Linked DNA regions of Pan troglodytes: region 1 is linked to region 2. The links are chromatin contacts, called in public Hi-C maps. All regions are on one chromosome and are shown on one strand. The core of a region is the stretch at or near the end of the contact, and the rest is flanking DNA. Distances in the headings are between cores, read along the strand shown.

Region 1 (5,421 bases), core at 2,171-4,670, 210 kb before region 2:
AGTAACTGACGTAGTTTTCACCTCTTTTAAAATTCAACATATTGCTTCTTGCAAGACTCAGGCAGGAGTTCCAAGTCAAACAAGGGAGAGAGTGTGCTGTCCTCCCCACTGCTGTTTTTCTCTGTTATTCTGACCCCTGCAGAGTGCCCTGGGGCCATGGCCAGAGCTGTCAATGACACAGCGCAGATGTGAGTGGTGGAGTCAAAGAAAGCCAGCAACCAAAGCATTCAGCCCACTGCTTCTGAAATACAATCAGCGTGCAAGTTCATACATACATGTGTAGATATGTGTTTGCTTTTCCTACGAAAACTTTAATTAGCAAGAAAATTGCAAGTGGCCATAATCCTCCAGCCTTAAAGGCAGCCTGCATGCTGGTGCTGGATTTTTCAAGTCAGTCGGCTTCCTTCATCAATGTGCTTCCCATTAGCCAGAGAGTTGCCCCGAAAGGCTGTCTTCTCTCACCTGCCTCCTCTGAGGGAGGTCTACAGTTGCCTTGTTGACATGGCAGTCACTAAAGAGAAGGGGACTCTGGCTATAGCCTTAGTCCAGGCAGCCCAAACAGGGAGGAAGAAACCCCCCTCCAGCCCCAGGTGCCTGGAGATGTGAAATCTGGGTCGTGATGGCCATTCAATAGACAGGCTTGCTGTGCAAGTCCAGAACTTCAGAACAGCAGTTGGCCTGCAGCCTCTGAGGTTCAGCAGGGACTCAGTATGATTTCTAAGGGTTTCCTATCCTCATCAGCTTCCCATATTCTGGTCTTCCTGTTGCTCTTGGGAGCCTCTAACCAGAAGAAGAGTGGAAGGGGGAGCGATCCAAAGATTACTTCTATCCCTAGGCACTCACCCCCACTGACTCACTCATCTCCTGCTGGGATTCTAAAGCCAGGATAAATGGGCTGGGGTAAGGTTTGACTTTTTAAGAAAACTTTTAGCAACTGCTGCCTGCTTCTTATTCAAATTTGGCTGATGATTATTGAATACTTACTATGGGCTAGGCATTGTGCTAAATGCTTTCACATATCTAATCTCACACAATTCTTATAACAACCCTGAGAGGGAGGGATGAATATCCCCATTTTACAGATGGACAGATTGTAGAGGTAGAGAATGCTGGAAAATGGAACTGGAGAGCCACCAACACTTTGGAGACAGACCTGAGTTCCAGTCTCTACTTTGTCTTTTACTAACTGTGTGACATGGGAAAGTTACTCAATTTCTGAGCCTTGATGTCCCGATTGGCAAAATAGGCATTGACTTACAGGGCAGTGACAAACAAATGAATAATGCATGTGTAGTTGGCATGCTGCCTAGCATACAGTGGGCACGTAATAAATTAGGCAATGATGACTCTTGGAAAGATAGGTCTAGTAGATGTGTGTGGGGCAAAACTGGGGAGGCTGATGTTGGACATGGGAGTCAGGATAGAAAGCCATGGGTTTTATGTGACAGTCTCAGCTGAAGCCAGGTGGGGGTGGGTGGAGCAGGAATAGACAGATAGATCAGTAAAACAGAATGGAAAGCCCAGAAATAGATCCACCATAAAATGGAGCTTAGTTTATGATAAAGGAGGCGTTATAAATTAGTGGACAAACTGAACCATTCAATAAGTATGTTGGCTTCCTCTGTGGAAAACAAAAACAAAAACATTAGATCCCTACCTCACACCACAATTAAAAATAAACTTCAGATGGCTTAAGGACCTAAATGCTCAAGAGAATGTTTTTATGGTATGGAGATAAGACAGTAATGTCAGAAATCATAAAGAAAAATGTTAAAATTATAAACTTCTGGAAAAGTAAAAAGCAAATTAAAAAGGATTAATAATTCAAAAAATATAAAGAATTTATTTAAGTCATTATTTTAAAGGACAAAGATTCCAATAGAAAAATGAAGACTATAAGCCAACAATTCACAGAAGAACCCTGAATGTCCAATATACCTATGAAAAGATGTCTGGGCCTCAACAGTAAGTGAGGGTATTTGGTTTAAACAAGGAAATTCAATTGCACATTATTAGCTTGGTAAAAACAGAAAATCACAACAATACAAAGTATTGGTGAAAATATAGGGAAACAGGAATTCAGCAGGTAGGAAAAACCATTTTAAAGAACAATTTTGGTAACATCTAATAAAATTGAAAACACTTGTACCCATGACTGAACTCTCCTCTTCTAGGTTATATCTTAGGGAAATTCCTGTACATGTTTTATAAATACTGCTTATAGAAACAAAAAAAAATGAAAACCACAAAATGCCCACAATTGAGGATATGAGTAAAACAAATAAGTCTGTATGATGAATTACTGTACAGCAACTAGAAGGCATGGAGCCAATCTACATATATCAATATAGCTAGATCTAGAATACACAATTTTGAGCAATAAAAGCAAGTTGCAGAATATTATGTATAGGATGATACACTTTTTGAAACAAATTTAAAAACATGGAAAAATGTTATATATTGTTTATCAATACATTCATGTGTGGTGAAAATATAAAGACATGAACTGGGACACATGGAAACCATCATAGGGTTGCTCTGGGGAGGGAGGGAGAGGAACAGGACTGGTGTGAGGACATGAGATATTTTAATTCTGTAATGTTTTATTTCTTTTTAAAAAGATCTGAAGTAAAAATTTACAAGTAAGCATGTGTTCATTTGTGGTGGCAGGCACATGGCTTCTTTCAGGGTGTTTTTTCCTTTTAAAAATAAGCATACCTGGGGTCACTCTGTCTCACTCTCTTCTTCCAGAGCCTGGCTCTCCCTCCCTTCTCTTCATCAAGGAGTTAGAATCAAGAATGTCATCAATCATGGGAACAACTTCTTGCTGTTCTTGTAGGACCTTTTTATCTTGTCTCTGAGACAGTGTCTTTTCTTCCCCTGGCTTTATCAAGGAATTTAACCTTTCTAGCGTTCGTCTAGAACTTGTAGTAAGCGTGATATTAAAAGCAAAGCATCCACTCCAGTGATCTTGGTGGGAAAAAATTACATGATTTCTAAAGTGCTGTGAGTCAAACTCTGAAATGAAAGCTAGAAGACTACTGCATCGATATGGTAATATTCACCCCAGAAGGCTCAGACACGTACATAAAAAGACTATTCACAGTGGTGTGGGCAGAGTTGTGGGAATGCACCTGGATGGTGAGGCTCTGGGGACCAGCAACAGCGGCAGTCATTACTACCCCAAGGCTAAAGGGAGGAGGAGAAAAACAGTATAATTGTGGTCCAGTAAAAACGGAAACTCTGGAGGAGGGGATGACTGGTGGCAACTGGAGTCATGCAGGGCAGCACCTAAGACCAGTACATGACACCAAAGCAGGGAGAGGGTGGAAAATCGGTGAGAAGAAATACCGTGAGCTATCTTTCCTCCCAACTGCTAACCTCTTCTGGGTGCCTCCCATTGGCTAAGTCCAGCTGGAAGGCAAATACGAGGCATTCTGGGAGATGTAGTCCACAGGAGTCACCCCGCATCCCCAACCTCCTCTCTCCCTAGGAGGGCAGAGAACGAATCTGGCATAGGGGTGGGGGAAGATGGAGAAGCAGCAGCCTAAGAGCTAAAGGAATCCAAGTCCTGGCACTAAGCTAGTGATAGCCACATAATTGCGTTCGGAAGAGCAGAGGGAGAGAGGCGCATGCTGGGGCATGCTGCCCTTGGACAGAGGTCACTGTTAAGGAAATAGAAACCAAAGAAGAGAAATATGGCTTGGAATTGGGGCTCTTACTCAGCCTCCGGGGAAACAGACTGGCAGGCCTCCCGAGACCCAGTGTGAGAGGCAGAAGGAGAGGGACAGGGGACTTCAAGATAGGCCCAGAGGGAGTTGGCAGCCAGTGGCTATAAATCACCATCTGCTTCTTCCAAGTGGGAATTCATAGGTAGCCACGGCTGCTGAGTGCACAGATGTGGAAGGAAGCGGGCGGCTGATGGAAAGCAGGCGAGTGGGAGTGAGAGGCGCTGTATGTGAGACCCAGCATCTGCCGGATCCTAACGCCAAGACGACCCTCCAGCCTGAGGCCTCATAGGAAACTGCTTGTCCCACTACCCAGGCTCCAGGCTGTCTGGAGATACCTCCAGGAACCCCAGGCTCGCTGCCTCCCACAGTGGCCCTCCAGCAGACAGTGACACCCACCAACTCACTAAGATTTCTCTCAGCTCCGGGCTTCCCAGCTGAGGTCTGTTTGGCCTGACTGTGACAGAGAGAACAGCGCTGGGCAACAGCTCAGGCCAGGGCAGCATCTTGACCATCTGTACTCCCCTCCCATCCTGCCTGGCACTCTTGAGTGTCTGGTGGGGTATATGAACTTAGAGGCTCCATACTATAGCAATGGCCAGTGGCAGAAGAAGGGGTCCTCAGGCCCTCCTCTGGCTGTGAAATCTCCGCGGTGACATCACTTCCAACCTGAGACTGCTCAAGTCAGGGAGGGATGAGATGAGACCAGGAGGCTCTGCCTCCTAAATCTCAAAGAGGTGAATGTCACTCAGCCCCCCTTGGGGCCTCATGTTCTAACCAAGCAGTACCATGGCTAACCAACTGCAACTAGACTGCATGTTCCTTGAGGACTGGAGCTGAAATTTGGCTGTTTTTTTCTTTTTTCTTTTTTTTCATTCCAACAGCACATTTCCCCTGCACATATCTGGTACTTAGTGATTGTTTAATTTAATCTGATCTAGCCCTTTCCTTTCAGAGACAAGGAAACAAAAGCCCCATGATGGTAGGCATGGTCCTTGGGGGAGCACAGTAAGGGCAGAGCCTGTACCGGAACCCGGGCCCCTTCCTTGTCCATTGCTCTTTCTACTCCAGCAGCATGAGTCTCCTTGTTATTCTGCGAAGTGATTTTCTGGGGGTGCATTTCCACCAGGTGAAGGGCATAGCATTTAGCCTCATATGTTTCCTGACCACTGGCTCCCCACCAGAGATAGATGGACCTTCTCTGGCATTGAGCTGGGTGCCATGGAAAGCTCTGAACTTGATTTGTTATAGAAAAATGCATGCTGCTAAGTCGGTCTCCCCAGGGGACATTTTAGCTACATGACTCATGGGGTCTTCAAAGACCCTGCTCCATTTAAGGCTGATCTATTTGCAAGCATGTGTAGGCTTTGAGAATTTTACAGTGGTTTGTGAAGAGGATGGAGTATACACTCAGAATGCATGAGCCTTTCCTGGACTGTAGATAACATGGTATGAGTGTGTGTGAGAGAGAGACTGATAATGATTGTGTCAAAGCTTTTTAGAAACAGATCACTAACTCTTGTCAGATCTGAAATGATTTTCTGCAAATGGGAATTTGCTGACCCAAATTAGACCTGCAGAATATCTATCCTTCTGGGTTGCTGAGGTGCCCAGCTGTGGGAGCAGACCCAGGGAAGAGGTGTGGCTAAGGAAGTGAAGGGAGCGGCCTGTTCTGCACAGCCCTGGGCTTAGC
Region 2 (4,909 bases), core at 886-3,385:
GCTGAACGAGGGCGGCAAAATGCCATGCCAGGCTCCACCAGAACTTATATGTCCCTGCAGAAGTGTGATGCCATGGGAGCCTACAGGGCATGGTGAAATACCCAGAAGTTACGTAAAGGGGCAGCTGCTAGATGTTAGAAGAAAGACAAGTTCCCGGCCAGAATATTCAATCTTCAGCAACCAGAAGCTAGGCCTCACTGTTTAAAAAAAAATAAAAGGAAAGGAAAGAAAGAGAGAAAGGAGGAAAAGGCCTACAATGATCCAGATCTCAATGTTAAAAAAAAAAAAAAAATTTAACTTTTGTGCCCTAATTCATAACACCCAAAAAGAGTGACATTCAAATTTCTGAACAGTCAATTCTGGCAAAAATATCAGAATCTTACAAGTGGAAAAAAAATTCAAAAGATTATCTTTCCTGGTGATTCTCAAACATGATCCCATGAAATCACATTGGGAGCCTAATAAAAATCACAGGTTTCAGGGCCACCCTACAGACCTAGTCGGGCTGGAATCTCTCGGGACTGATGCTAAGATATTTGTGAGTTTAGCAAGCTCCCCAGGTGCTCTGATGATAATGAGGTTTGGAAACCACTGGTGGCCCACTGCTCCTGAACCTTTCCTGTGCATGCGAACCACCTGGTGATCTTGTTCAAATGCAGGTTCTATTCCAGGTCTGAGTGGAGCCTGGGATTCTGCATTTCTGTTGCTGATGCTGCTGGTCCTAAAGCCATACTTGAAATATCCGGACTGTTCTCCAACCTCCCTCACTTGACTGAGAAACAGATAAACTGAGTAGCAGATATAAGGGAAGCCGAGAGGAGAACTGCTGAGTTAAAAGAGAAAAAAATGACGTGGGTGGGAGGTGAGCGAAGAGAAAAAAATGACGTGGGTGGGCACTGAGCCGAAAGGAAGCTGCAAGCTAATTGATCAAGAATGATAGTAATCTCAGCACTTTGGAGGGAGGCCAAGGCAAGAGGATTACTTGAGTTAGGAGTTTGAGACTGGCCTGGGCAACATGGCAAAACCCTGTCTCTACAAAAAATAAAAAAATTAGCCAGGCATAGTGGCTCACGCCTATGGTCCCAGCCACGTGGGAGGCTGACACAGGAAAACTCCTTGAGCCCAGGAGGCGGAGGTTGCAGTAAGCCAAGATTGTGCCACTGCTGCAGCCTGGGTGACAGAGCAAGACCCTCCCCCCAACCCAAAAAAAAAAAAAAAAGAATGATGGTAAAGCTGGTTTCAAAGCCAGCCCCAGAATCTCCACTTGGTCATTTTCTTACCAGACAACAGTCTTGGGGCTTGTTTCCTAGTGATCATTGCAGGTGTGCAATGGGAACTAGAATTCTGCACAGGCCCCTGGGACTGAGAGCTTGCTGTGCAGCTGAACCATAACTGCCCCACTCTTTGGCAAAATCAACTTTAGAGTCTACATGCCGACCTCTGGCATGTGTTCCAGGGTGCTCATCAGGCAGTCCCTGACACCCTACCACCCTGTGTATACAAGTGTGCACGTGCACACACACACAGAAATGTGGCTCCAGACACCCCTCCACCTGGTGTATACAGTGTGCACATACACATGCTTCACAAGTGACAACAGGAAATAATCACCCTGTCTTCTGAGGGCCCTGTGCTGGACATCTATCCCATCTCTCATTCCCTTGACCCACTTTGTGCTCAGCCCTTGCTGCAGCAACTGGCTGGGCACAGGTGTAGGCCAAGGGCACCTTGCCTTAGCCACCCCTAGTCTTCTGCCCCTGGGGCTTCTTGGCCTGCCTTCCGTGAGATGCTCACTGAGCAGGCCAAGCCATTCTAGCACCTGTGCAAACCTGGCGGAAATGAACAGTCCCTGGGGGAACTGTTCATTTAGGCAATAGGAATGGGAGCTGGTAAATAAAGATTATCCTCTCCCGGGCCTCATGTAGACAAAGCATTCCATTCATCAGACTGTCCCCAGAGGGATGGAGCCCCAATTGCCTCCAAGGGTAACCAGCTCACAATGCACACTTGGATTGGCTTTCCTCCTTTCCTGGTTCACTTTCCCAGCCTCCCTAAAATAAACTCCCTACATGAAAGCCATGCCAGGCTCTGTTTTAGAGAAAAACCTGACTAACCCATGCCCTCCAGTGGTAGTGGCTAAATCCTGCAGAACAAGGAAGGAGGAGGCTGCAGACTTCAGAGAGGGCTGGCCCACAGTGACCCAGAACACCAGAGGCTCTCCCTAAAGCCACAGCCCTTGCCTGAGGCTCACTGCAGCTGTGCAGGTTTCTGAGATCAAATTATGTTGAGTCCAAAAAATAATTTAAGGTCCTCTGTGCGACGTTGGAAACAAGAGAAGGAAAGCTAAAGAAACAAGGCTTGTTTAGCCTGGAGAAAAGGTTAATAACCAACTTCATAAAAATAAATGGGTGCTTCTCAATGTTAGCTGATGTAAGAATGCAGGGAGATAGGACTGACCTGGAGCTGAAGGGCCATTTCACCCGTCGGTATGCTGCCAAAGTGGAGATGGCATCTCCCGGTGAAGTAATGAGCTCCTCATCATCGGAGGCATTCAGCTTGTGATGCAGAGGGGTAGACTTACTGGGGATAATGTGGATGGGATTCATTCTTTGGATAAAGCTTTTAAAGTTATTCCTTTTTTTTTTTTTAAGATGGAGTCTCACTCTGTCACCCAGGCTGGAGTGCAGTGGCACGATCTTGGCTCACTGCAACCTCCGCTTCCCAGGTTCAAGCAATTCTCTTGCCTCAGCCTCCTGAGTAGCAGGGATTACAGGTGTGAGCCACCACGCCCAGCCTAAAGTTATTCCTTTTCTAGGCACCTCTTTAAAAATCACGAATCCTTTTCAAACTAGGATTCTGTTAGTATGAGTCTGCCCCAAAAAGGGGGAATGTCGACTGATAAGTGACCTCACAAACTCCCCCAGTCCAAGGACATTGAATTGTGCTTTTCCGCTGTTTTTTTCCTGAGTAGGCTGTTTACTCATGAGGTCTTGGCACCACCTAGTGGGCTCTTTTGTTCATTACAACATGTGCCTGGCCAACAAGAGTATTAACTGTAAAGTTTAATACATACACCCTTTTTTATTAAAGCATCAATTCAACAAAAATGTATTAAATACAAGTTATGGGTTAAGCATTGTGCTATCACCTGGGGTGCAACATTAATCAAACAAGACATGGTCTCACCTTCATGAGGCTCATATTCTAATGGACTAGACAATAAACATGTAAACAACAAAAGAATTAATTGCTATACGTTGTGATGTCAGGAAATAAACCCATTGTGTGATATAGAGTAATGTAAGCAGGAAGAGGCTATTTTAAGTAGGATTGGCAAGGCCAGTGCGGTGGCTCACATCTATAATCCCAACGCTTTGGGAGCCCCAGGTGGGTGAATTACTTGAGGTCAGGAGTTCAAGACCAGCCCGGGCAACATAGTGAGATGCCTGTCTCTACAAAAAAATATAAAAATTAGCAAAGTATGGTGGCACCTGCCTGTAATTCCAGCTACTCAGGAGGCTGAGGTGGGAGGATCACTTGAACCAGGAGGTGGAGGCTGCAGTGAGCCAAGATCATGCCACTGCACTCTAGCCTGGGCAACAGAGCGAGACTGTCTCAAAAAAAAAAAAAAAATTAGCTGGGTGTAGTGGCAGGCATGTGTGGCTCCCAGATACTTAGGAGGCTGAGGCAGGAGGATCACTTGAGCCTGGGAGGTCAAGGTGACAGTAAGCCATGTTCACGCCACTGCACTCCAGCCTGGGAGACCTAGCAAGACACTGTCTCAAAAAATAAAAAATAAAATAAAATAAATGGTGGGCAGAGAAAGCCTCTGCACGTGGAAAATCGTGGAGGAGCCAAGAGCTTGGCCATTCAAGGAGCTGAGGCCAGCATGTTCAGAGCCCAGTGGGTTAGCCCAGAGGGGCGCAGTGGGACTGGAGAGAGAAACGAGGGGAGTTCCATGTTCGTAAACATTTCCTCAAGTGAAAGCACACAAATGGTTAGGGTGGGCTCCTCCAGAACAATATCTAATTAAATTAAAATTTTCAAAACATGGGGAGAGGGAAAAATGCCTTGACATGAACTTGGCCACGTGCCCAAGTCCAGGAAGCCCCTACCAGGGCCATGGGTCACAGCTGTGTGCCCCACTCAAGAGAGCTGCATCTGCTCCCCACACCCTGCTTCAGGGTCCCCATTACTGATAAGCTGCATCTTTATTTATTTTGGAACCTCATTTTTAAAGTCTGGAAGAGTGGTTCTCAACCTTGGCTGCAAATTACCTGGGAGCTGTTAAAACCCCCAAAGTCTAGCTCACACCCTTGACCAGTTAAAGCTTCATCCCAGGAGGGTAGGCCCTGGGCACCAGTGCTTTGAAAGCCTGCAGGTGATTCCCATGTGCAGCCAAGGCTGAGAACAGCTGGTCTGGAAGTATACTCACCAAAAGAAAAACAAGAGACCTCATTTGATATTCTCAAGTAGAGAAGGCTACAGAAGTAATGAGGCTGTTTTCTTTTTCACTACCAGGCCTCTTCCCCAGGTGGAAGCCCTGACTCTGGGCCACCCAGCCCTCGACACTACGCTCTCATTATGTTCCCACCTGGACGCTTCACCATGCAGTCAACAGACCCTGTGAGCTGACTTTGCAGACATGTACTTTTTCGTAATGGCAAGCAGGCCTGCTACAGGCACAGGAGTTCTTGGGTTTCCATGGCCTTGTTACTCAGTCACACTTCCCCAAGGTGCAGAGGGTCCAAGAGCCAGACCTCCGAAAGCGGCGATTCTCCGCTGAGCGGCACATCACAACGGCCTGGGGAGCTCATAAATACTGATCCTTGGGCCCAACCCAAGATTGATTTCTGGGCTACGGCTTGGGCTGTTGGGTGATTCTAAAATGCAGCCAAAGGCCAGGCAC

What was found. A called contact is a pair of places that touch in the nucleus more often than the background predicts.
Region 1: a contact with region 2 is called in a Hi-C map of induced pluripotent stem cells, with 2.7 times the contacts expected there. The contact joins two enhancer-like sites. A contact is called at or near these places in 2 of 7 Hi-C or Micro-C datasets (induced pluripotent stem cells and stem cell-derived neural progenitor cells).

The regions. Positions count from the first base shown.
Region 1 is chr7:108,614,175-108,619,595 of NHGRI_mPanTro3-v2.0_pri, reverse strand. The region is part of intron 12 of STK3 (serine/threonine kinase 3); the gene reads left to right. Among named protein-coding and RNA genes, the nearest start is that of KCNS2, 61 kb to the left of the region's middle. Within about 2 kb of position 3,420, at least 9 of the 24 cell types and tissues checked have an H3K27ac peak or open chromatin away from gene starts, as enhancers often do. A contact at or near this core is called in induced pluripotent stem cells, where this site is marked.
Region 2 is chr7:108,406,672-108,411,580 of NHGRI_mPanTro3-v2.0_pri, reverse strand. No RefSeq gene overlaps it. Among named protein-coding and RNA genes, the nearest start is that of POP1, 47 kb to the right of the region's middle. Within about 2 kb of position 2,135, at least 7 of the 24 cell types and tissues checked have an H3K27ac peak or open chromatin away from gene starts, as enhancers often do. A contact at or near this core is called in induced pluripotent stem cells, where this site is marked.